Linked DNA regions of Mus musculus: all the other regions are linked to region 4. The links are chromatin contacts, called in public Hi-C, HiChIP or PLAC-seq and promoter capture Hi-C maps. All regions are on one chromosome and are shown on one strand. The core of a region is the stretch at or near the end of the contact, and the rest is flanking DNA. Distances in the headings are between cores, read along the strand shown. Region 1 has its middle 34 kb from the start of Gm31239. Region 2 has its middle 21 kb from the start of BC039966. Region 3 has its middle 100 kb from the start of Gm31055. Region 4 holds the start of Ajap1 (adherens junction associated protein 1). Region 5 has its middle 12 kb from the start of Gm31353. Region 6 has its middle 9.2 kb from the start of Gm31239. Region 7 has its middle 14 kb from the start of Gm25880.

Region 1 (4,102 bases), core at 922-3,421, 290 kb after region 4:
TAAAAAAAAACCTGACTCATCTTTTATTTATACTGTGGACTGAGCTCGGGCACACCAAGCACAGGCCCTGCCACTGAGCAACACCTCAAGCCTCACAATTAAACATCTCCTTTTGGGACAGCAAGGTGGCTCAGTGGGTAAAGGCTTTTGCCAAGCAAAACCAAAGACCTGAGTTCAATGCCAGGTCCTGGAACTGTCTCCAGAAAATTATCTTCTGACTTCCACACACCGTGGCTCGCTCTCTCTCTCTCTCTCTCTCTCTCTCTCACACACACACACACACACACACACACACACACACACACCACCCACAAGTATGCCAGTACACACATACAACAATCCTTACATTTAAATCTTAATTTACATACTTTTTTTGCTTTTGGATTTAAAACGTGAAGGGGCAGCAGAGGAGTGGATCGCTTGGTAACGAGCTTGCCTTGCAAGCATGAGGACCTGAGGCCACTCCCCAGACCTCACATACAAACACCAGGCTTGCAGCACAAGTTCATTAGCTCATGTTGCAGAGGCAGAGACAGGAGCATCCTTGGGATTCACAGGCCAACCAGGGAGGGGACTGATGATACTCCAGGCCACTGAGGGACTCTGCCTTCAAAGGAGACCAAAGTTGCCAGTAGAAGCTACCCTCTAGCTTCTACATTCTCATGCACCCACATATACATACCTACAGACAATACACAGCACATACAACATACACACACATGCACACACATGCACTGTGTCCATACAAACAAACACACACACACATACAACACACACGCACACACACAAATGGAAAACTGAAAGAAAATGGATCATATAATGGTATAATAAATAAATGAAAAACACGATTCTCTATGGATTAAATTAAAGCCATCACTCAAAATGTTGACATAAAACACTCTATTAAACATAAATGGTACTTATTTTCAAATGTGTATGGGAACAGAATTAGATGCAACAAGGTAAAAGGGAGCTGTCCCTAGCCACGCATCATCCAGGCTACGGCTGTGGTTAAGGAAGCAGAACCTCTGAGCTTCAAATGCTGTATCAACTGCGTACAACACGTACTTTTGCCTTTTAAAAAGGCGTACTACATAAGAAACATTATTTTTCCTATTGAAAGTACTCAGGAAGACCAGGGCTCATATTCCCTGAGCCTTCCCCCTCCCTTTTACACCGATTGTCCAACTGGGTCAGATTGTGAAGTTAGAGCTCTCACCATTGGGATGAGACACAGGCCCCACTTACATCAGGGATAACAAAAAGAGGCCGTCTTGGCTGAGCATGCCTGCTAGCCCAGCTTAGGTTCTGGCGTACCCTCTTTGTAAAAAGAAGTTACCTTGCTGTTTTCCCTTCACCTCGTGCGCTCCTTTGTGTGATACCGAGAGCTCCCTTCCCAGCCACTATGACTGAGAGAGTACAGTGGAGTTTGGACATGGGAAAAATGGTAGACACGTGGATGGACTTTGGGACAGGATAGAGAGACAGAAGTCCTTGCTCCTCCACGCAGTGAGGCGGGAGCTGGTAACTTGTTCCCATCTGTGATCCCATCCCATGGGAGCCCTGGACTCTAAGAATATCCCTGGCCTTCCTGGCTTGTTTCTCTGATGGCCAAAAACATCAAGATTTATTTGAAGGGTGTATTTTTTTTTTCAGTATGAACAGTTACTATTGACGGAAGCCAGAAGGGAGTCTGGGACACAAGGATCCTTTAAAAGAAGCAAAAGGGACAGGAAAACGCATCTCCTGACGAACAGGGATATAGAAACTGGCCAGATTCTTAAAACTGAATGAAGCAGAAATAAAATATATAAGGGAGATTCTGAAATAGACCCACCCAAGCGCAATGAACTGATCCTTGGCAAAGAACAGAGGTAACCGGAGACAACGGCACCAGCTGCACATGTCACACGTCACAGGGACAAATCAGGATGCCCAGAACTTCTGTCTTTCACAAAACCATGAAGCTATTTTGTGCTATTTGTTTTTTGTCGGCTGGACTCGAGCTCTTGCGTGCTGGGAAGAAGGGGTCTCAAATGGGAAACTGCTTCCATTAGATTGCCTTTATGCAGGTCTATGGGTTGAATACTTTCTTGACTGATGATCAGTCTGGGAGGACGCAGCCCACCCGTGTATAGTGTCACCCAGAGGCGGGTGGTCTTCCGTTGTGTAAGGAAGCAGGCTGAGTAAGCCACTGGGAGCAAGCCAGCCTGCAGCACTCCTCCTTGGCCTCTGCTTCAGTTCCTGCCTTGAGTTCTCTCAGGAAAAAGCTGTGGCCTGATACCCTTTCCTCTCCCATCTGCTTCCAGTCTTGTTGTTTATCACAGAAATAGAAAATCAACTGAGATGACCTTAATGCAAAAATCTAAAGTTACAAACTTGTTGAGTGTTTAGATACAAAGTAAAGATGAGAGGAGGGGTTCCCCTCACCCTGAGGAGCTGTGAAAATTCCTGTTTGCTGGGGCCTGGGGATGGGGAGTTGGTCAGAAACATGAGTTAAGATAACACAGGAAGTTGGAGCCACTTTGAACACCAGGCTTTCACTGTGGGAGCGGACCTGTCTCCAGGCAACAATGTAACAACTGAGTTAGCTAAGAGGATGTGTATGCTGTCTTAGGCGCAGAACAGCCTGCTTGCTCATAAGGAGGAGTCCCTACCTCTTTTAGGGTCTCAGAGTCTCCGGTGATGCTGGGACATGACCACAGAGGGGAAATGATGGGCTCTCCACACCCCGGCACAGAAAGATAAAATAACTAGAAAGCAACATGAAGCTGACATACCAGGAGATATAAAACCCAAAATGAGATCCAAGCCAAGCACTGGGAAAGCAAACTGAAGAGTCTCTGTATACAAAACCAGCATTTGAAGAAAAAGAAAAAAACAAAGAACAAAACCCTACGTTATGAATTGAAGAGCTATTCAGGAGAAATGCCAGGCCCCCACTAAAGCCGACTCAGATGAAACAAAGATATAAATGTCTTCAAAACTTAGAACAGAAGAGCTTATTGTCTCCACAGTCCTACTGCACAAAAGACTAGAAAGTGCCTTACAGTGCTCAGAGCTTGTGAACCTGAAAAGGAAGATTTGCTTACGTAAACTAGCAAATTGCTTACAGACACAAAAAGCCAATGTCAAGGAGCAGGTATTTTTGAAAAGACGCAAAGGAAGCAAGAGCGGAAGAGAGAGGGAGGGAAGGTGAGAGGGGGAAATGGAGGGGAAGGGGAGGGGAGAGGAGGAAATGGAGGGGAAGGGGAGGGGAGAGGAAGGGGGAGGAGGGAGGTAAAAGAGGAAAGGAACAGGAAAGGGGAGGGAAAAGGAAGGGAGAAGGGGAGGGGAAGTAGGGAGGGGAAGAAATGGTGTAGGAGAAGAGGGAGAGAGAAAGGGGAGGAAAGGAGATGGAAGGGGGAGGGGAAAAGATGGGTGGGGGAGGGGAAGAGGAAGGATGGGAGGGGGAGGAGAAGGGGTGGGAGGGGAGGGAAGAAGGGGAGGAGAGAGGAGAGGAAGAGAAAGGAAGAGGAAGCAGGTGGAGCTGATGTTACAGATAAAAAGCTCTTCTTACTTGGACTGAAACAGTAAGCTATCAAATCAACTTCCGAGAGAATCAAGCAAAGCTGGATCTAGTGTGTCGCAGGACAGGGGTGGTTCTTTAATGTCTGAACACTCTCAGATTCACTCCTAGCTGGAGAAAGGCCAGATTGGCGCTCCTGTTTTCAGATGGGGCACAGTTAAAATCCTGTGCCCTCAGGGACGCCAAGTGCAGCGAGGACTGGCCATCCTCCGTGGGGGTCACCAGCCATGGAGCATGCGCAGTAACTAAACCGGACTTGTGGGTGTTTGTCCTGGCTGTTTTCCTCATAGAGGAAAATGGTTCCGTGCAGACACTCAGGCTGCTCTGCGTCCCCCTCACTAACACACAAGACCACACTGAAACCTCTTCCTCTATGATGGCCCGACGGGTCACCTTCCATAGCTGGGAAGACTGAGGTGCAGAAAGATCTGCTCAAGGAAATGGACATCTGGGAAGGCTAGGAGAGGAACTGATTGTCTCAGACTCCCAGCCCGGGTGAAGGTGCACCACAGAGGTTGCTGCCTAGGAACCTAG
Region 2 (4,067 bases), core at 1,392-3,891, 450 kb after region 4:
ATAGATAATGATTGATGAACAGATAGTAGACAAATGAGATCAATGATGGTTAGATAATAGATGGATAGATATTGATAAATAAATAAATGAGTAGATAAATAAGTTAGATGATATAACTATATACATACACACAAACATATCTACATACATATATACATACTTATGTATATCTATATATACATATATGCATACATACATTTATACATACATATATACATACATGCACATACATACACATATTCATACATACATTCATACATACATACATTCATACATACACACATATATACACATGAATATATGCATACACATATACATACATATGTTCATACATTCATACACACATACATACATAGAGTAGTGGTTTGAATAAAAATGTCCCCTATAAGTTCATATATTTGAATGCTTGGTCCCCAGTTAGTGGAACTCTTTGGGAAGGGTTAGGAGGTGTGCTTTTGTTGGAGAAGGTTTTTCACTGGGATGGGCCTTCAGGTTTCAAAAACCCACACCAGGTGTGTTCTCTCTCTCTCTCTCTCTCTCTCTCTCTCTCTCTCTCTCTCTCTCTTTCTCCCTACTATCGAGCACCATGCCTGCCAGCATGCTGCCATACTCCCATGATGATAATGGACTGACCCACTGAAGCTGTAAGCCAGCCCTCAATTAAATGTTTTATTCTGTACATTGCACCAGTCATATTGTCTCTTCACAGCAACAGAACAGTTACTAAGACACATATATAGGAGATGTCTGATAGATAAGAGATATAGATGATTGATGGATGGATGAGTAGGCAGACAGACAGACAGACAGACAGACAGACAGGTAGATAGGTAGATAGGTAGATAGAGGCTGAAAGATAGCTCAGTGGATAAAAGCTCTTCCCACACAAGCCTGGAAACCTGAGTTTTATCCCAGGTGCCCAGAGTAAAAGAACTGACTCCAAAATGTTATCCTCTGACCTCTACAGGGGTGCATGGCCACACTTACACATATTATACACACACAATAACAATAATAAATGTATTTTCAAAAAAGAGTTAGATGTGACGGTAGGTTGATACTGATATAAATTTGCAATTTGACCTTCAGATCCACGAATTTGCATCAAGTCTTCAAACTGCCTCAGATTTCAAAACAAAACAAACAAAAGAGAATAAGGCTAGAGAAATCTCTCAGCAGCTAAGAGCATTTGTTGCTCTTGGAGAGGACTGAGGTTCAATTCCTTGCACCCACCTGGCAGCTCACAATCATCTGTAACTCTAGTTCCAGGGGATCTGACATCCCTCCATGGACAAAAAGCATGCACATGGTTATACATGTATGTGTGTATGCATATACATGCATGCCCTGCATAGGCATATATGCTAAAAACATTCATACACATGAAATAAAATAAATTCTAAAAAATTTAGCTGGGCGGTGGTGGCGCTTGCCTTTAATCCCAGCACTTGGGAGGCAAAAGCAGGCCAATTTCTGAGTTCGAGGCCAGCCTGGCTTACGAAGTGAGTTCCAGGACAGCCAGGGCTATACAGAGAAACCCTGTCTCGAAAACAAACAAACAAACAAAATTAAACTACAGAAAAACTGCATCTACTTGTGAGCATAGTCTAAAACAATTGCTCACATGGAAACTGAGAAAATAGTGGTGACCAGAGAATAAAGAGAGTTGAGGAGGGGAGGGGAGATAGAGGAGGGGGGGGAGGACAGAGGTGGGAAGCTTGCATTGCTGGTGTTTGATATGGGACTATGTACAGGCATTTGACAGCAGAGCCAGGGCGAATGTGATTAACAGGAGTGTGTTGTATATCTCCGAATAGTTAAAAGAGATGAATTTGAATCCGCTCGCCATAAAGAAATGATAAATGTTTAGGCGATAGATATGCTAATTACCAGAGTGGATCGGTACCCAGTGTAGCTGTGAATCAAAACATCTCATCGTACTTCATGAATATGTACAAACGCCCTGCATCAATCAAAAAAAATTAAAAAGAAGAAAATTCACATCTATACGGGGACTTTTTCTCTTGTCATTATTCCCTAAACAATACAGGATAACGACTATTTACAGAGACTCTACATTGGATTACATAGCATTTACATTGGATTTACATGTTATTTACATGCTATTTACATAATATTTGCATTAGATTTGCATGGCATTTACACTAGATCACTTATTGAAAGTAATGTAGAGATGAATGAAGATATTCAGACATGGCCTGTCCTAATGACTAGACCCTGTGAAATGGCAGAGGAGACTTGGTAGACGTGATAAATCTATGGAAGAGCTCAGAATACGGCTTCATGGAAAAGCTCTTGCCTAGCATGCTCGAGGCTTGGTGTTTGATCCCTGGCACTAATAAACAAACAAAACTAAGTGTTCATTAGTCATGTGTCCTTGCAGCAGCAGGAAAGTACGGATGGAGTAGTGGGTGGTCTCTTCCCAGCCCTCCATTAGCTAACCAAGTATTCCACAAGACTTCATGAGTTCTCAATGAGTCCCAGCTTCCAGCCCCCTCCACTGCTTCCTGGCTTCCGGCTCTCTGGCCTCAAGCACGTGATTTGTCCACGCTGCCTACCCATGAGTCTCCTGACTTAACCGGGTCTACAGCTGGTCTTGGGGTGGAGCCACGGAAGTGGGGCTTCCGGCTGCCACATGACCTTCTCAGAGCTGTGGGAGCAGGAGGCTCTGAGTGTCGGCCATCAGAAGCGCCACAAGGAGGAAACATCCTCCACCTCAAAGTCACACAGAGACAGGTAAGGATGAAGATGATGGGCCTGTGCTGACGGGAGGAGGTTTGAACGATGTCAATCAGACTTAACAATGAAGAAACAGGAAGTGGAGATTCCTTCCCCATCCTAATGCCCTCCTTAGGGAGAAAGAACTGAACTCCCAGAACACACCATTTCATCTCATCCTTCTGTGCAACCTGAGCAGCAGCGAACATGAATAATGAGTCTCTGCTCTGGGGAAGCCCAAGGTCTGGATGAAGGGAGGGACCCCACCGGGACTCTGCAGTGGCCCATGGGGCAGGTGCTTTGGAGGCAGCCCCCAGCCTGGAGGGAGGATACTCTACACACATTAAGCACCTGCTGGGTACACAAACTGCCGGGGCTTAAGAGAACACTCCAGATGGTCTCAGCCAAGCAAGACATCTGTCATCTGTCTGTAGAGAGGCATGTGCCACCAGGGCAGGAAAGCTGGCAGAGAGATACAGACTCAGTTCCCTTTCTGAAGGGGCCAAGAGGGACAGTGACTTGCAGGCGCTCTTGCTGGACATGTGAAATGCCAGAACATCCTCAAACAGGTGGGACACAGTCCAGGTGAAGCCTGGGGAAAGCAGCCATGAACTTGGCTTAGGGCTGTGAACCCTAAGGGCCAGGCACAGGTTCAGTAGGGAGGTGTGGGAAAACTCAGTGGGGGGAGGGAGGTCACATGGAAGACTACTAAGCCAACAACTGTCACACCCCCTGGGGTCCATGAGCTTCCAAACACACAAGAGCCACACCTCAGAACCTGTGGTGACTGAGCACCTACAAACACATTCCTTCCTCCCTGGCTTAAAATCAAATCCTCCTGTCCATTCCTGTTTTTCTTCCCCCAGGTATCTGTCATCTTCACCAACACTGTCAGGGCAGTGTTAGGCACAGAGACACTGCTAAGGAAAGAATTTGAGGGGCTCCCTAGCAGGTCTGGGTGCAGACAAACTAAGACTGTCACTGTTGAGAAAGGCAGAGCCCCCAGGGGAGAAGAGAGGTGAGCCCCCCTGAGGCATTCCTCCCCAGCTATCCCATTGAAGTTGTCCTGAGGTCATTCTCTGTGGAAGAGCCCCCCACAAAGGCCTCAGGGAAAGGTCATCTGAGCTCAGCACAGTTGTCAGGGTATCCAATAACTTCAAACTTGCTCTTAATCTCTCTGACTGTTCAGTGTGTTACATGAGCGTTGTGTCCATCATCAGGGGAGCTTGGCATTCACTGAGCAAGGATGTCCCCAAATGATCCAGGCCATGTGCTTCATGAGATGAAGATTTTTCCCTTCTAACCAACCGTCTTCTCTGCCCCTTGTC
Region 3 (3,884 bases), core at 40-2,539, 420 kb before region 4:
CAAAATTGTTAAAAATGCTGTCCCAGAACTTGCTGTGAAACTCCTGTGTGTCTTGGTAGTCTGTTCATGGATAGAGACGCTCTCCAGTATGGCTTGAGGGACACATCTGACACTCTAAATAGACACTCGAGCTTGAGGCAGGTTTTGATCAAGTTGTTCCCAGTGGCTGGAGGTGTGGTGCTCTCCTGAGCCCAGTGGGGCTGGAGATCAGTGAATCCAAACAGAATGAAGTCTCTGTTCTTCTCATGCACTGTGGGCCCCCGCTGCTGCCTGATTCTGAGGCCCAGTGATGCTCTGAGAGACAAGACAGGTCAGAATGTTAGAAACCAAATGCTCAGATGCTGGGCGCCGTGTGTTCCTTCTCTATTTTCTGTGCTGTGACAAACACCATAAACATCTCGGGGAGAAATGATTTATTCCTTCTTACAACTTGCAGTCTGTCATCCAGGAAGGTCAGAACAGGAGGTCAAGGCAGGACCCGGAGGCAGGAACTGAAGCAGAGGCCACGGAGGAAGGCTGCCTACTGACTCGATCCCCTTATCTTTTCCCAACATATTGTAGTCCAGCTTGGCACCACCCACAGTGGTCTGGGCCCTCCTCATCAATCCATCAGAAGAAGCACTCCAGCCTTGCCCACAAGACAGACTTGTGGTTGCATTTACTTAATTGGGCTTTGTTCTTCCCAAATGATTCTAGTTTGGGTCAAGTTCGCACAGCACTATCCATCACACTCTATGTGGTTGAAAGACTCTGCTGGACCCGGGACGCTCACAGCCTTCAAGGTTAGGATTTTCTCCTGGCGGAAGGCCCTTTCTCCATGCCAGAGTCTCTCCTCTGCCCACCCTTCTTTGCTTCCAGGTTTTCCCGTTCTTAGAACCAAGGAGCACTGCAAGCTTCTGTCTAACTAAGTCTCCTCAGCCTCTACTACGTGATCCTGGGTCTGAGAAGCTCAGACCTGTGTCTCTTTGCGGTGCCTTGGACAGAAGGACAGCGGGTAAGCACTCGTGACTCTGAACAACATGAGGCGCTGTCAGCCCTGTGGAAATTAACCACAGAATGCAGTGATGGAGAGCCTTGTCTCCTGCCTTAAGATTTCTCTTGAGGGAAGGCCATTTGTCAAGTGCGGGTCCAGCTGAGTTATAGTGTTTCCTATTAAGATAAGTCTAAATGAATTTTTAATGATGGGATGCCGTATCTCCTCAGATTTAGAAACAGAGCATTAAACCGGCTGTTCCCATCTGGAGCGCTGGTGTCTCTTCAGAGCCATCCATCACCGGGAGCGAGAGGCCAGACGAGGGTCCCTGCAGATGTGTCTGCACAGCTGGAGCCAGGGCACTCAGTCTGTCAGTCACTCCATACTGCCCATCTGGGGGAAGACTTCTGGGGCCCTCTGGGAAGTGATGGCTCTGTTGGGGTTCCAGGCACGTCCCTCAAAGGACTGAGGTGTTGACATCCCCTGGCCTGGGCACCGCCCTTGATCTTCTAGCTGGGATCTGTACCCCACGCCTGCCTTAGTCCTTCCAATGCTTCGGGACTGTTCCCAGAGGTGTTGATGTCACAGTCATCCACAGTCCTTTTTATCATTGGGGGAACTACTTCCTGATTGTTTCTCTGTGCCTATAAACTCTGGCCTCCATCCTTACATACTCTCTTCTGATCTCACAGACACCCTCATGCTTGCCCACTCCCATCCTGCACCACTGCAGGGACGTGAATCCCCAGATCACAGGGAAGTCTAGGGCTTGCTCCAACTGCGACTGCATAGTGATCACTACTCCTCCAGGCAGGACCCACCCCACTTGGACCAAGCAAATGGATATCTGTGCTGAGAGCGACAACATGACTGTTCCCAGCTCTGCCTGTACAGCCCAGCAGCCACATGCGCCTCCATCAGGCCGTGGAAGAATCCCTGTGGCTGCTGCCGGTGCCAGCAAAGCTATGTTGTGTCTCGCCTGACAAAAGATAATGGGGCGCTTTTCAGCAGCCCTCCTCACCCTTCTCGCTTAGATTCATATATGCAAATTTGGGGGAAAAAGCAAATTAAAGACTTCAGACGGAAGATAAAGGAAGTATTCCTCTGCTGAAGGAGCTACAGATGTGGATCCTGGCAGGGCTGCTGAGCAGCTGTGCATCCTCGAGCAAGCGGTTCACACCCCGGCCGGTCCTCCAAAGTCAGCCCACAAAGGCAGTGCTTGCTCTGCAGGCTCACAGGGGTGCCCTTCCCAGCCACCAGAGCTAAAGCAGAGCTCTGCAGGTGCATGAGGGATCTCTGAGTTCCTTAATCCCAGCATCCTGCTCTCTCTTCATGACCTACTTGTGCCACGCACAGACATCATGTCTGCACGTTTTAGGGAGTCAGAGAGTGGTTGGCCATGTCACTTTGACACGGCTGGTGTGAACACAGAGCTGAAGATCTGTATTTCAGAAGGCCATGAGTACAATGTGCGTGCTACAGTCTCTAGACGCAATGGGGCTCGGGGAGGAATAAAAATTCCCAGCATCCTTTTAACACAATGGATCCAGAACTGTCCAAGAGACCCACTGGCCTTCACTTCGTATGTGTTTGTGACTTCTTATCCATGGAGGGGGTTGAGGGAAACCAGAGTCCAAAGCCATTGAGAGACTTATCCTTGGGTTTCCTAAGAGAAGGGAGCACCCAGGGCCATGCAGAGCTAGGTCACACTGCCCAGAGGCCCAGTACCCAGGGATGTGTCATGCTGCCCAGGGGTGGGATGGCCTGGGAATTCTGGAACGTCTTTGAGAATGGCAGGTCTTTTTCAGGGTTTCAGGATTGGTCTCAGATTAGGTATCAAAACTGAACAACCCCCAAGTCACCCTGAACCCGTGGGTTTATGTTCTTGTGTGCTGATTCCAATACTCAAGGGGCCTCTGGCTGTAATGCATTGCTCTTTGGCTCTCGGCAACTGAACAGTGGCCCTCTGTCATTAATGAAGCAAGTATGCACCTATACTCTCAATATGAGCTAGGATTGCGAACAACGAAGCTGGAGAGGAATGTCAGAAGAAGCATACTGAAGTAGTGGCTGGGGCACGGGCTGGGTAACGTTGGCTTGTCTACAGAAGACTCTTCCTCTGCAGGGATGTCCTGTGCAGCCGTGAGAGGCCAGTCCCTGTGGACAAGCAGGATTTTAAAAGAAACCAAACATCCCAAGATAAGGAGAATAGAAACATGGTGGATCCAGCCCACTGTGGACATGAGAGGACAGGAGGAACTGTGCCCTCCATGTGAATGAAAATTTCTCACAGAGGGTGGAGGAGAAGGCTAAAGGAGGAAATCCTAGCTCCACCCCAGCTCATTGCCCCCAGGAGGCAGGCAGCATTCTGAACTGCAGACCTGTCATGTCTTCAGGATCTCATGTTTCCTTAAAGTAGATGGTGGCTGTGTGTTACACCCTAGACTTCCAACCTGATGCATTTTCTTGATATGGAGCAACTGACCACCTGAACAGCTTTTGCTGTTGGGGTCTGTCTTAGGTTTGTTACTGTTGTTGTCTGTTTTGGTTTTTTTTTGTTTTGTTTTGTTTTGTTTTTGTCTTTTCCCCTGGTGCGGTGATAAAATTCCCCATAAGAACAAACTGAAGAAATTATTTACTGTGGTTCACACTTCACGAGTATGATTCACAAGGCGGTTGCAGATCTACAGTCACCGAGCAGAGAGTGATGGCTGCATGCTGGGGCCGGACTCTGTTTCTCCATTTGTGGAGCCCAGGATCTCACCTAGGGAATGGTGCCACCCGCAGTAGGCAGTTCTCCCACAACAGTGAGATCAAGATAACACCCTATGGCCCATCTCCAAGGTGATCTACATCCCAAGTTGTCGATTAGCAACAACCATCACAGTTTCCTCACAAGGGTAGGTGGATT
Region 4 (3,933 bases), core at 700-3,199:
TCTTCCCTAGATGATGCTGACCAGCATGTATTCCTGGGCGCCAGAACCACTCGCAAATCAAGGACAGCTAGAAAACACTCTCATGCCAGTCTCCTTCAGACTTCTCAAAATCAGGTCGCGCGCATGTTCCTCCCTCCTTTGGCCCCACTTTCTCCCCAGCTTCATGCTGGTGGGGGTGGGTGACTGAGGCAGTCTGCTCCAGCAGCCACCGACCCCTTGTATCCTCAACACGGGAGCGCAGTGCATCCCAGTGGACAAACACTAGAAGCGCAAGCAGCCTTTCTCAGCTTCCATTTGTGATGTTCAACCTGGGTCCCAAATCCCGACCCAGGCGCAGCAGCTCTGGCCAGAGACCCCCTTACATGAAGGCAAGGGTAGTAGACACTGTGCTCTGTAAAGGGGGCAACTGCGTTCTGGGGACCCCAAGGCAGGATCCAGAGAAGCTTGAGCGACTCGGTAGGTGGGCAAAGTTTGCAGAGAAGGGTCTTTCTGGTCCGCCCCATAACCGCACTGGGCTTGAGTTCCTACTGGCCCGGAAGGTCCCGGACACAGACAAGCCCTGTGTGCCTGTGAGAGGTGCTTAGAGGCAGTTGCCTGTTGTCGCTTCCCCAGAATCCAAAAGCTCTCCAGACCCAGCTGTCTGCCAGCTGCGTGCGACCTTCTGCCCGGAGGTCACCCCAAAGCAGCTGGGTCGGCAGCTGTGCTCCTACTACACTTCAGTTCAGGGGCCCAGGGGCCCTAGGAACGGAGAGAAGGGCTGACGGAGCGGCTGTAGGGTTCTGGGCTTCTCCAACTCCACGGCAAAGCTGCTCGAGAACTGGGAGGGCCGGTGGCTCTCCCTGGCAGATCCAGCGTCAGCCCCGGCCCCCGAGTCCACCGCGCCCAATGGCCCGCAACTCGCGCCGGGCTCCGGAGAGGAGCCGCGCCGGGGCCGCCGGCCAGGACACTGCGCTGCTGGCGCCCTGGGCAGCGGGCGCGCCGGCCAGCCCCGCTGCCAGGTTACTGGGGCAAGCGCCCCTACCTCGACCCCACTCGACTCGCGGAGCGTAGGAGAACGGCCGCTCCCTGCCTCTCTCTGTCCGGCCTCAGGGACCAGCAGGCGGCCGCGCTCCGTGGCTTCGGGTGCACCACGCGGGCCGCCTCGGGGAGGCGAGAAGCCGTGCCTCGGTTTGCAACAGTGAGCAGCAGCCCAGCCTAGCGCCCACGCACCACCCCCCCATGCACCCTGCCTCCAGCCGGGTCGCTCACCTGAGTCCTAAAAGCTGTTGGATCCACATGGTCACGTTTCAGGGAACCCAGCCTCAGACCTTGCTTGCCCCAGCCATCTGCGCGGCGCCCGCGCCCGCTCGCTCCGGTCCCGTGGCGCCGCTCTTCGGCTTCGGGCCGCCGCCGCCACCCGCCGCCCGCCGCCCGCCGGCCGCGGGGCGCACAGCGAGTCAGAGCGCGGCCGCGCGGGGCTCCATGCCGGCCGGCGCGCCGCCGCCGAGGGGGCGCATGGCTCAGGCGGGCCGGCCCGCGGGGACGCACATCCTCCCGCCGGCTCTCGGGGCGCGGGGCCCCCACCGCAGGCCACACGGCGCGGGCGGCAGCGAGGCGGGCGCACTCCGGGTCTGTCGCCGGCCGCGAGGGTCCGAGGAGCGGGGCTTCGTCCTCCGGGGCGACGAGTAGCGAAGCGGGCGGCTCCGCAAGCCGTGCGAGGATCTAGCCTGCAGCCGGAGCTGCGAGGCTGTGATCGGTGTTGCCCGGGGGTTGAGAAGATCGCCCCTCTGGCCCACGCGGGTCGCCTCCACGCGCCGCCGGGTCGAGGGGCCTCTGTCCCAGGTTCTGACACCGATCAAGTTGCTGGAGAGCTCCGTCTAAGCGCTCGCTCTGCAGACAGCCGCGGCCCGGAGACTGCCAGAAGGCGGGCAGGGGAGGCGCGGGGCGAAGAAGCGTGGAGCGCGGGGCGTGGGGACGCGCGGCGGCGCCGCCGCGCGGAGGAGGCGCGCGGGGATCCCGGGCCCCGCCGCCCGCGCCCACCGCGCCCTCCGCAGAGCCGCCCGCGCCGCTCGGCCGCCTCCCTCTGCGCGTCTGCCTCCAGAAGCGCTTGCCCCCGCCTCCGCGAACGGGTCCCAACTCCGCCCGCCGGGCCCGGCTCACGTCACCCTCCTTCCCCGCCCCTCAACCTGGAGTCGGAGCCCCCAACCCGGCCGGTCGGCTTAGCTTGCCAGCCCACCTCGCTGGAGCTGGACTGGCGACCTGGGCTCTGAGTGGCCTGGGCGGCGCCAGAGAGAAGAACCGGGCCCACCCCTTCCCCATCCCTGGCCGCGTCCGGGTCTCCACCTTGGGAAAGGCTCGAAAGAGGCCGCAGGCTCCGATTGGACCGCCCGGCGCCGCCGGATGGTGTTGCCACGGTAACCAGATGGCATGCGAAGCAGTTAAGAGGTTCGGACCCTGTTCTAAGTACGCCCATTGAACGCAGAGGGCTGATTTGGGGAGAGGAGGTTCTCATGGGACTGGGGAGCTGAGGCTGTGCGAAAAGTTTCCTCCTGCGGAGCTGCACGGCGCAGGCGATGCGAGAGGCTGGGGAGGGTCCTCCTGGGGAGTCTCCCCACTGCCTGGGCCTGGCCTCTCTCCAGGCAGATGAAGTTTCAGCCTTTGGTTGGAGCATGCTTCTGCCCGGTTATTCAGTCTCCAGCGCAGTTCCCCCTCCTTCTTGGTTTTATGGCATCTGCTGTCTTCGCAGAGCCAGGGAGTTCTGAACCTGGCACTCCCAGACATCTTGCCCACTCTCCCACCCAGCACTCCCTGGTGCCTACCTGGTTAGTTGTGTCTGCATGTCCGGTTAGTGAAAGACAGGCTTTCTGTGGTCCCCTTTCACTGAAAGGAGTGACATAAAGGCAGAGGATCCCACGGAGGCCTTAGCTGCCTAGTCCCTGAGGAACTGTAGGAACAAAAGCCAGCTCTCAGCTCCACACATAGTGGGGAAGAAATGCAAAGCCAGGGGCCTTAGAAATGAGCTTCAGTCTGCGGTCTTCCTGCTTGGACTTTAGAGTCAGAGCCGGGAAGGTAAAGAGAGGCAACTGGGGACTTGCCAGGGTGCTGCAAGCAAGTGACTTCAGCCCAGCAGTTGCCCCCCTCAGGAGAGAGAGGGTGAGGCCTCCCTGGGAGGGTTGCTGGGGGGGGGGGAGGAGCCAGTCTTCCTGGGATTCACTGTGCACCCAGGCAGGTCCTTTTCCCTGAGCCTCCAGTCCAAGGTTTTTGGCAGCCAGAGATTCTCCCCACCCAGGCTGGACAGGACAACATGGTTCTGTTTTCCCTCTCAGGCCCTAAAGAAAGTATCTGGGAGCAAGGTAGCATGGTTGCAAGAGACTGAAGTTAGGTATGGGGTGCTACTGTCTTGGGGTCCTATGTCTATTACGCAACCTCTCCGACTCTTGGCTTTCTCATCTTACAAGACCCGTTTCCGGTGCTTTCCCTCAGGAGGTTTTAATTAGGACTAAATGAGTTGGCCCAGCGCACGTGCAGCTGCGACTAGCTGTGTGCCAGTCTGTCGTCCAGAGAGACACCCAGGTGACTCAGCGCTTTGAATGCCTGGTCACTTCTGGGTCCTCTTCCCGCAGAGCCCTGGTCCTGGGGGTTGGAGGGAGATGATCTTACAAAGTAAGGAGGCAGGGAAGTCCTAGCGGACGGAGCAAGCTGGACCCAGTTGCCAACCAGGAAGGAGATGCCTGCACTGCTGCCACCTAGCGGGAAAAGCTGGGGTGCTGCAAAAAGAGGGCCTTCCAGCAGCCTGTAGAGTCCTTAGGGAGACTTAGCCTGGGCAGCCAGGTGACTGGAGGTGGGGGTTCTGACCTGCTTTCTTCTACAGACCTTTTCACAGGCTTAGGAGACCCACTGCCCTTTGGGAAGGTGGCAAATCCCGTTCAGTCTGAGATGTTACTGAAATGTATT
Region 5 (3,829 bases), core at 1,168-3,667, 370 kb after region 4:
GTCTGCCCACCTCAGTTAACCCAATCTAGAAACTTCCTCACTCACAGTCATCTCCAGGGGTTTGTCTCCTGTGTGATTCTGGGATGGAGGCAAGAGGCCAGGCTACACAGGGAGGTGCAAAGCTGGCTCCCTCATCACTGGCCTGAGTTAGCCCATCACCTGTCCGGCTCTGAACCCTGCAGCACACGGTGCTCACTAGCAGCACAAGGTGCAGCTAGAATGAATGAAGGAATGCATGAAGGAATGAGCATGAGTCCTCCCTTCCTTGAGGTGGCTGTGACAAATTACAGCTGACACATCAGGTTCCACATCTGTGGACTGGAAAACATTCAGGAAGAGACGCATCCTCCCAAACACATGCAGACCCTTCCTCCTGACGTTCGTCTCTAAGCACAGGGAAGCCTCCGAGTTCTTACCATAGCAGGCAGCATTTAACAATCTATTAATGATACAGAGTGCTGGGCAGGGCAGTGTGCACCCGTCAACCCAGCTACTTGAAAGATGAAGCAGGAGAATAACTTGAGTCCAGTTCAAATCCAACCTAGCAACCTTCCCTCCACCCCCCAAAAACCCACTGAGGTATAGAGCAGGGTTTGTTTTGGATTACAATCTGGGTGCACACTCCAACACAGGAAGGGGGACAGGCACGGTGGCATGTCGCTAAAGCTACACTATTTGTAAGGCATTTGACGATTTGGTACCGGTGTAGGGTCCTGGAGCCAATGGCTTCCGGAAGGAGCTACGTTTCCAACCCTGCTATCCACCTAGGTCTTCCAAAAGGGCTTTTTCTTTCTGGCAAGGAAACAGGAGACCTTCAGAAGGACCCGAAGTGGAGGTTGACATGAGGTCGCCTGAGCATGCCTATCTGAGACCTCCCCTTCCGGCCATGCCTTGCGGTCATAGGCTCCAAGCTCCAACTCTCATTCTCAGCCTTTAGCCTGGAACCTAGGGAACTCTCGGGTTCAGTGGACAGGGCCTGTGCCAGGATGTGTCAGCCCCAGCACTCTCCTAAGGTGACCCCCTAATGGAATCCCGTTATTGATGCTTCTTCCCGGGAGGATCTTCTAACAGAAACTTTCTAGATGTTTTTAGTTTATATGTATGAGTGTTCTGCCTACATATACACTGTGCACTGTGTGAACATCTGGTGCCTGAGGAGGCCAGAAGAAGGTATAAGATGCTCTGAAACTGGTGTTATCAATGGTTGTGAGCTGCCACGTGAATGCTGGGAAGAGAGGCCAGGTTCTCTGCAAGAGCAGCAAGCTTGTATCTGCTGAGTCTTCTCTTCAGCCCCTGGGGCCTGTTCTGACATCTGAGAGCACAGGGCTGGGAGAACCTCCAGCCTTTCCCAGCTCGGGTTCTAACCGTCAAGTGCCACAGACTCACACTGTCCATTCTCCGGTTTCCTGAAAGATGGCCACCATCCTCGCTGGAGCCCTCCCTCTGAGTCTCAGGAACAGAAGCATCCCAGAGTAAGCTTGACACAGATCTAACCACTCCAGAAGAGGTTTTTCCAGACTGCACTGCTACCACACACGGTAGGGGACTCCCAGGCCGTGAGTCAAGATGTAGAAGACCATTTTGCTGCCAAAGCTGCCCAAAGGCAGGCTGACCCCCATCTCCCCTAGGGGAAGCTTGGCCAGCTGCTGTTCCAGGGCAAACTATCAAAGACCCAGAGCCCTTGGGCTCCAGCATCCCACTTTGAGAACCTCTAAATATTCCCTGTGTGTGTGTGTGTGTGTGTGTGTGTGTGTGTGTGTGTGTGTGTGTGTTAAGACAGGATCACTCACTGAACCTGGAACTCAGTGTTACTCAGCAGATTGGCTCACTCGCTAGCCCTAAGCCTTCTCCTGTCTCTGACCCCTCAGCCCTGGATTACAGATGTACGGATGGATACAGATGTGTACCAGCTTTTTAATGTGGCTTTTACGCCCAGAACTCAGGTCTGATGCTTGCAAGGAGAGTGATTTACTAACTGGGTGCGTTGTGGTTCTGGGATTTGGAATCCATGTCCTACTATCCCCACAGCCTTGTGGGTCTTGAAACAAGAGCCCTCCCCTCTTCCTACCTTGACAGCACCTCTGACTTTAGCACCAATTTTTACCAAAGGAAGAACAGTCACACCACAGAACTCAGGGCTGTGGAATCAGCCTGACCGGCTGAAAGGGATGATCAGCTGTGCCCCAGAGAACCACCTCAGGGGCCTGGGGTGAATCAGCCCTGACCCAGGAGGATGAGCATAGCCTGGAGTAAGTGTGTGATTCCCAGCAGGAAGCTGGGGTGAGGCCAGACAACCGTGAAGCCACACAAAATGTCTCTTTCTAGCTCCAGATCCTGAGGAGCAACCGCACTGCGATCACTTATTAAGGAAATCAGTCTTCTAAATTCAATTCCGAGCTAATTGCCACGTGGACACCACAGTTGGGGCAGCGCTGGCGGCTGCCCCATACCCCTGACTTACACAGAGCCCAGCAGCTCGCTCACACACCACCCAACTGGCTTCTGCAGGAATGGAGGCAGAGAGAGCAGAGCCTCCCACCAGGACATTGTGTGGTGAGAGCCCAGGGTACCCCAGTCTTCCAGCATGTTCACCAGGGTGCCCACTGGGCTCTGAGACCCAGGCGGGGTCCCAGCCCCAGTTTCTTCACCTCCAGTGTGAAGCATGGCAGAGGCCTCACTGTGGACTCCACTGTCTGGCCTCTTAAGGCCTCTGTTAATAACAATGTAATCCCAAACTGGGCATTGCTGTCCCCCTGTTCAAGGACTTCTGAAACACAAATAAAGCACTGAGTGAGATCCCTTGGCTTGGTCCTGCATAATTTGCATATGCAAATTTCCAGCCTCCCCTCACTGGCTGCCTGGTAACCAACTCCCTGAAGTGTTCTGACAGAGCAATCTCTGCACTGCTGTTTATGAGGCAGGGTGCAGAGTGCCCTGTGCCTTCCTGCGGATAGTCTCCCTATCTGAGTGTACCCCTCAGAGCCCCCGGATCTGTGTGAGCCAGAGGTTAGAAGGTCAAGGTCTGAGTGAAGAAGAATCAATCTACAAAGAGCCCACCACTCCTCAGCTCACGTTCATCTCCATACGTCCCCCCTGAGTAAAGGGGCCAGGCTCAGAGTCTGGGGTGTCAGTTATGGGCTGTGTATTCCACCATCATGATTTCACCACCCCCACCCCCCAGCTCCCATCTTCAGTGCTATCCCCTGGTATCTAATTTCATCACTCCTGGGAGACACAGTCAGACACAGCATCCACCTTTGGTGATATTTATGCAAAACAGAAGCAAATGAGGAGAGGGTGCCGGCTGCTGTGCTGTCCATCACTGTATTTGAAGCCTGTGACCCTTCCCCTGTAGTCTCCAAGGGAGCCACCTAGTTCAGTTGACATCCAACCTGCTGGCACATCAACCCATCAGAGGCCCACAGTTGCCCACAGCTGTCTATGAGCCCAACTGTCATCTTACTATACCCTGCTCCTGTTTTGAATCACCCCACAACCACCCCTTTGGCTCAGAGTCAAGAAAGAACACTTGCCAAATGTAAGAAACACACAGGGGCTGGAGAGATGATGGCTCAGAGGTTAAGAGCATTGACTGAGTTCAACTCCCAGCAACAACATAGTGGCTCACAACCATCTGTAATGGGATCTGATGACCTCTTCTGATATGTCTGAAGACAGCTACAGTGTACTCATATACATTAAATAACTAATATTAAAAAAAGAAAGAAAGAAAGACACAGAAGGACCAGACTCCTAACCAAAGAAGGTCACATGTGCATAGAGACAGGACACAGTTTCTCACTCACAAGCACGTATAAAAACAGAACCA
Region 6 (4,026 bases), core at 126-2,625, 310 kb after region 4:
TTACCGACTTTTGGGTTTTACCTGTCCACAGCTAGAAAGCCCACCCGCGTTCCTTCGACACACCAGTGAAGAGTCCATAAGCCACGGTGAGGATTATCGCAGAGGGACCCCACTCCTGATCCAGTTTTCTCCTTAGCTACTTTCCACACTGCTATGACAAAATTCCTGGAAAGAAAGAATTTAAGGAAAAAAGGAGATATTGGTCTCAAAGCTGAGGGCTCGGTCTCTCCTGGCAGTGAGAGGCAGCTGTCCAGTCAGGAGGCAGAGGGGGCAGTGCTGGTGCTCAGTACATATTTTCTCTGCATTTAGCTCAGGACCCCAGCACACAGATGGTGCTGCTCACTCACCATCTGCCCTTCTTGGTTAACCTCTCTGGAAACGCCCTCTCAAGCACACCAAGAAGGTCATCTCCTCGGTGATCCCAAACCAAGTCGGGTTGAGGAGGATCAGCACCACCTTAGTCGAGAATATTTACCAAAGCACCCTAATAAAACATGGTGAAGACGCATTTGGAGACAGAATGACCCCTGATGTGGCCTGAGAGCCTTGGGTGGGATGACACACTCAGCACTCGGGGCAGATGGAGCCTCTGGAGAGGATGCTGACCACCAGTGAAGTGCTGTGTGGAGGAAGGGATTATGGGAAATCTTCCTTTTCCCGAGAGCCTAAACTGCTGTGTAAAAACAAAGCCTGTTTTCTTAATTTAAAAGTGACAGAAAGCAGCAATGGTTCAGTACACATCTCTCCAAAGTGGAGAGGCCCAGACACTTGTGAGGAGACGCTCGACATCACGGGTCATTAGGGAAATGAAAACTGATTGAAGATGTAGCTTAGACCCCCACATGGACCTCTGGGAATAGGCACCAGTCTCCAAATTCTAGTCAGCCTGGTGGTATGTGTGTGCACGCATCTGTGTGTGTGTGTGTGTGTGTGTCTATGTCTGTGTGTATGTGTGTGTCTGTGGATCTGTGTATGTGTCTGTGTGTGTTTGTGTCTCTGTGTGTATGTTTGTGTGCCTCTTGCTCTCTCTCTCTCTCTATGTCTTTGTGTCTCTCTGTATATGTGCTTGTATGTGTCTGTGTGTGTCTCTCTGTGTATCTGTATCTCTATGTATGTATGTGTGTGTGATTATGTGTCTGTGTCTGTGTGTGTGTGTGTGTGTATATATGTCTGTGTCTGTGACTGTGTGTATGTTCTTCAGCCTCTGAGGACGGCAGCTGGCATTGCAGAATGCATACCTGAGGCAGTGGATGAAGCTTCCTCAGGTCCAGCAGCCAGATCTAGCCAGCCTTCGGCAACTTGTGACCTCAGCCAGGGCTGCTGTCCCTGGGCTCTGCAGATTATCACTGGCCGAGGTGACCCAGGCCCCCTCCCAGCTCACACTTCCCTCTCGCTTTCGGTGACTCAACGATGTCATTTGCAGCCTGGGAAGTGGCAGTTGCAGCATCCCTGACGGCAAAGCACAGCTAATTAAAGGCTGGCAGTGTCAAGACATTTGCGAGCCGGAGCCGTGCACGCACACACGGGTTATTTTTGAAAGATTCCATCTCTCGTGACAAATGAAAGCTCCTGCCGGGATTCTGGGCAGGCAGCACCACCATGTGCCTTAGAAGCCTTCGAGCCCACACAAGGCTCCTGCTAGGCTCACAATGGCCTTCCTCTGGCAGTTAGGGCTGCCTCTGGAGCCAGCAAGGTGCAGGTCCAGGCAGCATCAGTCCTTCAAGCGAGTCCTGGGAGACAAGCCATCATTTGACGTCTTCTGCAGGGGACCCATCAGCACACCTATTACCCTGCAACCAAGGACCTTCCCAAGGAAGATATTTCTATTGATTTACTGCCTCTCAGCTGTGAGTTATGAGGGCTGCAGAAGAGGGCGGGAGACTGAGGCAGGGTGCACCGGCCTCAGAGTCCTGACGGATGCTCCCTGCTGGGTTTTGATTGCCGCAGCATCCAGGAAAAGAACTTGTCACTGGCCACATCTGCCTATTCGGATTAATTTGTATTCAGCAGGTGTCACCTGCGGGAGAGTTATGCCAGTTGAACAACTAGTTTCTGAGGGGCTCAGAATTGATCTCACATTCAGTTTGTCAACAAGATACATTCTTTGATTGGGATTCTTGCTGCCTCCAGCGGGGGCTGCATCACATTCTCAGTGACATTTCTTATCGATCCAGTTGCCTTTGTGCCACCTCGGGCTCTTGTTCCTCCTGCTCAGGATAGTGGACTGAGAAAGGCTTTGGGGGTCCCCAAGAGCTGAGGCACAGTGGGAATAGAGGATGGGCATCTTCTGGCAGCATCAGGGTTCCTGGAGTCCAGACAGGTCACAGGAGTGGAGTGTCCCTTAGTGTAGAGTGATTGCCCTCCTCCGGATCAAGGTTTGTGCCCCGGGCAGCCTGCTCACTGAGCTCTCAGTAGGACCCAGCTTGGCAGGGAGCGTTTATGTGTTAATGGCCAAAGGAAGGAAGAGATGGTTCCAGAAGAGAGTCCCTCATCACACCAAGTCTGGGAGCCACAGCTAGATTTTACCTGACACTAATCCTCCTCCAAGGCAAGGGACGATTCCCTGTACCAACCAAAAGGGGAGGAAAATCCTCATTTAAAGCTTAATTAAGCCCCAAGGGCTCTTGCGAGATAGATTTCATGCCACCCAAGCTGGACTCCAGCCAACTAGGTAGTTGAAAATGACCTTGAACTTCTGGTCCTCCTGCCCCTGTCTCTCCAGTGCTGGGATAACATCTTAAACAGTGTGCTTGGTTTCTGTCTGCACTGCTGGGAATCAAACTCAGGGCTTCGTGCATGCTGGGCAAGCACTCTGCCAACTGAGCCACGGCCCCAGTCCAGGCAGGTTCTTCGGTGTGTGTTTTAATGAGCCCCTGGTGCAGTAAAGTCCAGATGACGGGACAGAGAACAACCAGAGAGTTTGCCCAGATCACACAGCTGGCACGTCAGCCTGAGATGGGGAGCCAGGCTATTTTAACCTTCTTCTTGGCTGGTGCTTGTGGTAGCGATGCCCAACACTAAGCAGTCCCCGGCTCTGGGACTACTGATGCTGTTTGAGAGTCTGATGGGCTGTGCGAAGGTCAGCTGGAGATGGGGTGGAGCGGCTCCTTTACCCTTCAGCTCTCTTGGCTCTGTTCCCCTTGACTGAGTGAACCCCCCTTGTCCCGCACAACCTAGGTGATGTTCTTTGAGGCTTTCTACTCTGTGGCCCCAGGGCTGCACACTCTGCCCAGCACCTGTTGCCCTTTGTTTAACCTAATGGCTTAAAGTTCTCAGGTATAGCATGCCCGGGCTTCTTCCATGGTCCTTGATGAAGTCAGAGGCAGGCAGAGGTGCCAGAGAAACCGGACAGTCCCTTCTGCTTGAACAATCCAGCTTTCTGACACCCAGGGGCCCCAGCTTCAGAGTTTCTGAACCTCCAAGAGCCTTGTTGGAAAGGAGAGCTGGGAACTGTGAGGGCAGGGGTGGGGCTGCTGGACATGCAGCAGAATCTATAAAGGAGAGACCTGTCAAGTGTAAGTGGGGTGAAGTTCCCTGATAGTGAAGATGTCACTCAGACAGAGGTCACCAGGAGAGCCTGTGGGCCTGCACCTGGAGAGAACCTTCAGCCCTGTAGGACACAGGGAGGGTGTAGGAAAGGAAGGAGACTAGATGAGGTGTCTGAGAGCAAAAATATTTCCAGCCAAATCCTCAAAACCTTACACCAACACAACCTAGGCAATACAGGGGGTCTTGTGGAGAAAGTCTCTCCAATACACCACTCAGGGTGACCCTGTGCCTGCAAGCCTGATCTTGGGGTCTGCATACTGTGAGCCATGTAACCTGGCTAGCTCACTGTACTTCTTAAGGGTCTCAGGGCTCCCTCTGTAAAATGAACGGGACATGCTGAGCTCCTGAGGGGGTTCAGAAGCCATGCAGATGATATAGGATAACATGTGGTCCAACAGGGCCCAGAAAGGAGCGGTCACCTCCAAAGAGCGCTTACTGTCTCCATAGCCACTGGTGGAAACAGAGAACCAGAGCTGC
Region 7 (3,919 bases), core at 631-3,130, 410 kb after region 4:
AGACTCTAAAGCTGATTTTTTTTTTCCTGTCTGTAGCAACAAAGACCTCCCCAGTAGTCACAGAACTACAGCAAGAAACCTTCAGTAAGACCTGATCTCACATTTAATGTAATCTTCATCAAATGGTATGTGCCTGAAATCTTAACATCAGGCCTAGGCTACAGAGCAAGACCCTTTCTTAAAGAAAGAGAAGCAGGGGGAGGGGAGTAGTGATAATTCTGGAATTTGGGCTTCTTTTAAAAACACAGAAATATTATAAGAACATGTTTTCATTTTAGTACCAAGTGTGGGGATAAGGGGCTGCTTCAGACTGTCTGCATCAGCTGACTATGATTTGCCTCATGCTCTAGCAGAGGTGTGATTTTGCCAGGGGCAGATTGTTTCTGTCGTTGTGTGACATTTGGAATTCTCAGAACTTTTTAGTGGGTGTATAAATGCTAGGGCCCAGAGAGTTGGGTTGGTGGTGTGGGGGCGGGGGGGGGGGGGGGCAACGACTATGGTTTGTTAGTAGTTGTTCTCAAATAAGAAACAAGAAAAAATAAATTAGATTCAGAGATTTCTATCCCCACCCCATCCTTCTTTCTTTCTTATCTAGTGATAGGGATTGAAATTGGGGGGATAAAGGGTGGAAAAAAAGGAGAACCCACTCAGTAGCTAAGACCAGCTACAAGAGGGAGGGAGGGGGGAGGGAGGGAGGAAGAGAGGGAAGCAGAAACCTGGAGGCAGAAGCTGAAGCAGAGGCCATGAGGACTTCTGCTCACTGGCTCGCTTCTCATGGCCTGATCAGCCTTTGTTTATACAGCCCAGGACCACCTGCTCAAGGGTGACATAGCCCACTGTGGGCTGGACCCTCCTGTATCAATCGTTAAGAAAATCTCGGGCTGGAGAGGTGACTCAGTGGTTAAGAACACTGACTGCTCTTCCAGAGGTCCTGAGTTCAATTTCTAGCAACCACATGGTGGCTCACAACCATCTGTAATGGGATCTGACACCCTCTTCTGGTGTGTCTGAAACACGCCATGGGAGGGAGCAAAGAGAAGGGAGAGACAGAGCAAGGTAAGGAGAAATGAAGGAAAGAAGCCAGGAGGAGGGAGGGAGGGAGGGAGGGAGGGAGGGAGGGAGGGAGGGAGGGAGGGAGGGAGGGAGGGTGGGTACTGGCAAGTGAGGTGCCCAGCTGCACCCAAGCCAAGGCCCAGCAGAGTCTCCACTTGGGAACTCCAGGCTCGATTCAGGTGATAAGCTCATTTGTAGCTGCCCTTGAGTGTTGGCAAATCTCTCTTCAGGAAGGATTTAATAGTTCGTGTGGTCAAAACATTTGATCAAACTTCTCTGCAGAAGAGTTCTCACGTGTGTGTTGCAAAGGGCATCATGAAAGTGTGGGACAAGAGGTCTATTTTTCTGAGCAATTGGTTTGTTTTTACTTAGGCTGTATAACATACAGCCAATGTCAAAATAACCCAGAACCCGCCCATGGCAAAGGGCTTCACCACTGTGTGCCCGTGCCTGCCTCGCCTCCCTGCCAGCTCAGCTCTGCTCACTCCAGAAGGCAGCTCCCCTTTCTGCACCCTCTGCCATCCATCCTGCCCAACTAGAACTGAATATGAATTGGGCGCCTCAGGGACCTGCAAAGCCTGCGAGTATGGTGCGTCAGGGACCGGTTTCGTGGCCATAAATTATGTAACAGCTTCTATTACAGCCCAGGCTGGTGACTTCTCATATGGAGTAAATAAAAACATTAAATGATTTTTCTAAGTGTTTGATTTTCCATCTGTGGTTTATCCCGTTACTAAATTCCCATAACGTCGCATTTACTCATCGTAGGAGGGAAATACATCAGGCAGGAAGTTCACTTGGCAGCAAGCTACAGGATGCAGCCTCTGAATGGGGAATAGCTCCCACAGTGGCCTCCGTCAGCCGAACGACCACCAACCGGTGCTCTCCAGACTGGTGGCCTCAGTTTCCCCGCTGTCCTGCGAGAAAACAAAAGGCAGCCTGGTGTCTGCACCGCAGACTCTGCCTCTGCCATGTGGCATGGGGCACAGGTCTGTTTCCATGGGAACTCTCAGATAGTTCAGAATGCTTGGCATTCTGAAGCATCCCACAAACATAGGGCCCTGTGATAGTCTGTCCTGTAGTCAAGCAAGCAAAATGGGTTAGACCATCCCAGGAGGTAGGTGGTGCACAACTCTGGCAGAACTACCTGAGTAGGGAATGACGGTGTGAACGTGGTGACGTCATCTTAACGGGCTGGGACCCAGATGGAAGGAAATGGGAAGAGGAGGCATAGTGGAGTGCTGGCGTTTGCCTGCCCTGCCTCCTGGCACGAAGTGTCTGCTGCAGGAGGGAATGACGCCTCAACTTGTAAAACAAACTGACCTTCCTCCTTCCAATGATAGCGCGTGCAAACATGAGCACGCTGATGCCCAGCTCCTTGGTTAGGACCTGGACACACACACAGGCCTGCCCAGGAGCCAGGCTAGAGGGTGCAGGGATCCGGGGTTGGGGGGACTGGTTCCAGGCTGCCCAGGGCTCTCAGATTGCATCAGTTATAACTCCGTGGTAGCAGTTGCCCTCAGGGCTGGACCTATGCAGAAGGCAGGGCATGGAGAGAGTGTTCCCCAAGCTGCATTAAGGTGGTAGGTTCTGTGAGCCCTGTGCCAGCCCATTACCTACAAGACAAGCAGGCAGAGTTTCTGAGCCCAGTGGGTTGGAGAAAGCAGAGGTAGAACCTCTTTACAGAGTGCACACCTCCTCCTGGTGGAAGATGCAAGGCAGAGCCGCTTTATAAGACATTTCATAAAGTCTTAACCTCCAGCCTAAAGTGACCAACAGTTGGGGAGGGTGTGATGTGCCCTGAAACAGCAGAATGCACAGCCCTGCCAGGGGAGTGAGTGCTCAGGCCAGCTGACTGTGGGGAGGAGATAATACAGACCCCAGCCTGCCCTGTCCCCTGGGCAGGAAGTGTTCCTGCATTGGCATTGAGTGTCTGGCACACCTGGAAGACCCCAGAGGAAGCAGTGAAGAAAAAGGTTGGGGCTTCTAGAAACTGCCTCAGGTGTGGCCAGCCAGGCAGATCTCAACTATGGGGTTTCTGCTGGCCCCAGGGACAACTTAATAATTATACCTGCATCTGCCAGTAGGGGACTTTTTTATTTTGTTTCACTGTCTTCTTTAATCAATCTCTGTCTCTGTGTGTGTGTGTGTGTGTGTGTGTGTCTGTCTGTCTGTCTGTCTCTCTCTCTCTCTCTCTCTCTCTCTCTCTCTCTCTCTCTCTGTGTGTGTCTGTCTCTCAATGTGTGTGCCTGTATCTGTGTCTGTGGTGTGAGTGTGTTCATATGTGTACAGGAAGTTCATATGTGCCCTTGGAAGCCAGAGAGGGTGTCAGATTCCCTAGGGCCACCTGACATGGGTGCTAGGGACCAAACTCAGGTCCTCTGCAAGAGCAGTCCTCACTGCTAACCACTGGGCCATGTCTCCAATCCAGTCCCATTGTTTCTGTTGCTGCTGCTGCTGTTGGAAGGGGACTGTTTACATTTGAGGTGGTGTGTGTGTGTGTGTGTGTGTGTGTGTGTGTGTGTGTGTGTGAGAGAGAGAGAGAGAGAGAGAGAGAGAGAGAGAGAGAGAGAGAGAGAGAATAAGTTTTTTAGATTTTTGAGACAAGGTCTCTGAAACTTGAAATTCTCCATCCTCTGCTTCCCAAGCCTGGATCCACAGAGCCTCACCAACCCCAGCCCTCAGTCTGCCCAGCACCAGCTGCTTGGTTTGTTGTTGTTGTTGTTTTGTTTTGTTTTGGTTTGGTTTGATTTGGTTTTGTCAAATTCAATATTGAATTTTATTTTGTCCTACTAGAACATAAACAAAATGAAATGACTATCATTTAATTGGCAAAGACAAAATTATCTCATGAAAACATTGATAA

Evidence for each region. Promoter capture Hi-C pulls out the DNA fragments that hold promoters and counts their contacts. Hi-C and Micro-C count contacts between places; a contact is called where the count stands out from the background. HiChIP or PLAC-seq counts read pairs in DNA pulled down with a chosen protein or histone mark.
Region 1: a Hi-C map of cortical neurons shows a contact between it and region 4, with 2.7 times the contacts expected there. The contact joins the enhancer-like site here to the promoter of Ajap1 in region 4. A contact is called at or near these places in 8 of 39 promoter capture datasets (embryonic stem cells, hippocampal neurons, liver and 1 more), 16 of 484 Hi-C or Micro-C datasets (cortical neurons and embryonic stem cells), 11 of 115 datasets of contacts at active chromatin or transcription factors (embryonic forebrain, embryonic midbrain, embryonic stem cells and 4 more) and 1 of 9 other capture datasets (embryonic stem cells).
Region 2: an H3K4me3 HiChIP or PLAC-seq map of embryonic basal ganglia shows a contact between it and region 4, with 4 times the contacts expected there. The contact joins the enhancer-like site here to the promoter of Ajap1 in region 4. A contact is called at or near these places in 4 of 39 promoter capture datasets (the 3T3-L1 cell line, embryonic stem cells and stem cell-derived epiblast-like cells), 5 of 484 Hi-C or Micro-C datasets (cerebral cortex, embryonic stem cells, stem cell-derived neural stem cells and 1 more), 12 of 115 datasets of contacts at active chromatin or transcription factors (VIP interneurons, craniofacial prominence, embryonic basal ganglia and 7 more) and 1 of 9 other capture datasets (embryonic stem cells).
Region 3: an H3K4me3 HiChIP or PLAC-seq map of embryonic basal ganglia shows a contact between it and region 4, with 3 times the contacts expected there. The contact joins the enhancer-like site here to the promoter of Ajap1 in region 4. A contact is called at or near these places in 3 of 39 promoter capture datasets (hippocampal neurons, liver and stem cell-derived epiblast-like cells), 10 of 484 Hi-C or Micro-C datasets (cerebellar granule neurons, cerebellum, cerebral cortex and 3 more), 10 of 115 datasets of contacts at active chromatin or transcription factors (differentiating embryonic stem cells, embryonic basal ganglia, embryonic forebrain and 6 more) and 3 of 9 other capture datasets (adipose tissue, embryonic stem cells and liver).
Region 5: an H3K4me3 HiChIP or PLAC-seq map of neural tube shows a contact between it and region 4, with 7 times the contacts expected there. The contact joins the enhancer-like site here to the promoter of Ajap1 in region 4. A contact is called at or near these places in 4 of 39 promoter capture datasets (cranial neural crest, embryonic stem cells, hippocampal neurons and 1 more), 9 of 115 datasets of contacts at active chromatin or transcription factors (embryonic forebrain, embryonic hindbrain, embryonic midbrain and 5 more) and 1 of 9 other capture datasets (adipose tissue).
Region 6: a contact with region 4 is called in an H3K4me3 HiChIP or PLAC-seq map of embryonic hindbrain, with 6 times the contacts expected there. The contact joins the enhancer-like site here to the promoter of Ajap1 in region 4. A contact is called at or near these places in 10 of 39 promoter capture datasets (the 3T3-L1 cell line, cranial neural crest, embryonic stem cells and 6 more), 1 of 484 Hi-C or Micro-C datasets (cortical neurons), 9 of 115 datasets of contacts at active chromatin or transcription factors (embryonic basal ganglia, embryonic forebrain, embryonic hindbrain and 5 more) and 2 of 9 other capture datasets (adipose tissue and embryonic stem cells).
Region 7: a promoter capture Hi-C map of hippocampal neurons shows a contact between it and region 4, with 4 times the contacts expected there. The contact joins the enhancer-like site here to the promoter of Ajap1 in region 4. A contact is called at or near these places in 6 of 39 promoter capture datasets (the 3T3-L1 cell line, HPC-7-derived erythroid cells, cranial neural crest and 2 more), 7 of 115 datasets of contacts at active chromatin or transcription factors (embryonic forebrain, embryonic hindbrain, embryonic midbrain and 3 more) and 1 of 9 other capture datasets (embryonic stem cells).

Annotation. Positions count from the first base shown.
Region 1 is chr4:153,766,025-153,770,126 of GRCm38.p6, forward strand. No RefSeq gene overlaps it. Among named protein-coding and RNA genes, the nearest start is that of Gm31239, 34 kb to the right of the region's middle. Within about 2 kb of position 2,172, at least 12 of the 459 cell types and tissues checked have an H3K27ac peak or open chromatin away from gene starts, as enhancers often do. A contact at or near this core is called in cortical neurons, where this site is marked.
Region 2 is chr4:153,927,025-153,931,091 of GRCm38.p6, forward strand. No RefSeq gene overlaps it. Among named protein-coding and RNA genes, the nearest start is that of BC039966, 21 kb to the right of the region's middle. Within about 2 kb of position 2,642, at least 22 of the 459 cell types and tissues checked have an H3K27ac peak or open chromatin away from gene starts, as enhancers often do. A contact at or near this core is called in embryonic basal ganglia, where this site is marked.
Region 3 is chr4:153,062,317-153,066,200 of GRCm38.p6, forward strand. No RefSeq gene overlaps it. Among named protein-coding and RNA genes, the nearest start is that of Gm31055, 100 kb to the right of the region's middle. Within about 2 kb of position 1,290, at least 14 of the 459 cell types and tissues checked have an H3K27ac peak or open chromatin away from gene starts, as enhancers often do. A contact at or near this core is called in embryonic basal ganglia and stem cell-derived motor neurons, where this site is marked.
Region 4 is chr4:153,480,881-153,484,813 of GRCm38.p6, forward strand. Ajap1 (adherens junction associated protein 1) reads right to left here and starts at 1,950. Exons shown (of 6, transcript NM_001099299.1): 1 at 1,249-1,950. The coding sequence starts at 1,277.
Region 5 is chr4:153,851,769-153,855,597 of GRCm38.p6, forward strand. No RefSeq gene overlaps it. Among named protein-coding and RNA genes, the nearest start is that of Gm31353, 12 kb to the left of the region's middle. Within about 2 kb of position 2,418, at least 21 of the 459 cell types and tissues checked have an H3K27ac peak or open chromatin away from gene starts, as enhancers often do.
Region 6 is chr4:153,791,011-153,795,036 of GRCm38.p6, forward strand. No RefSeq gene overlaps it. Among named protein-coding and RNA genes, the nearest start is that of Gm31239, 9.2 kb to the right of the region's middle. Within about 2 kb of position 1,376, at least 11 of the 459 cell types and tissues checked have an H3K27ac peak or open chromatin away from gene starts, as enhancers often do.
Region 7 is chr4:153,888,736-153,892,654 of GRCm38.p6, forward strand. No RefSeq gene overlaps it. Among named protein-coding and RNA genes, the nearest start is that of Gm25880, 14 kb to the left of the region's middle. Within about 2 kb of position 1,881, at least 4 of the 459 cell types and tissues checked have an H3K27ac peak or open chromatin away from gene starts, as enhancers often do. A contact at or near this core is called in hippocampal neurons, where this site is marked.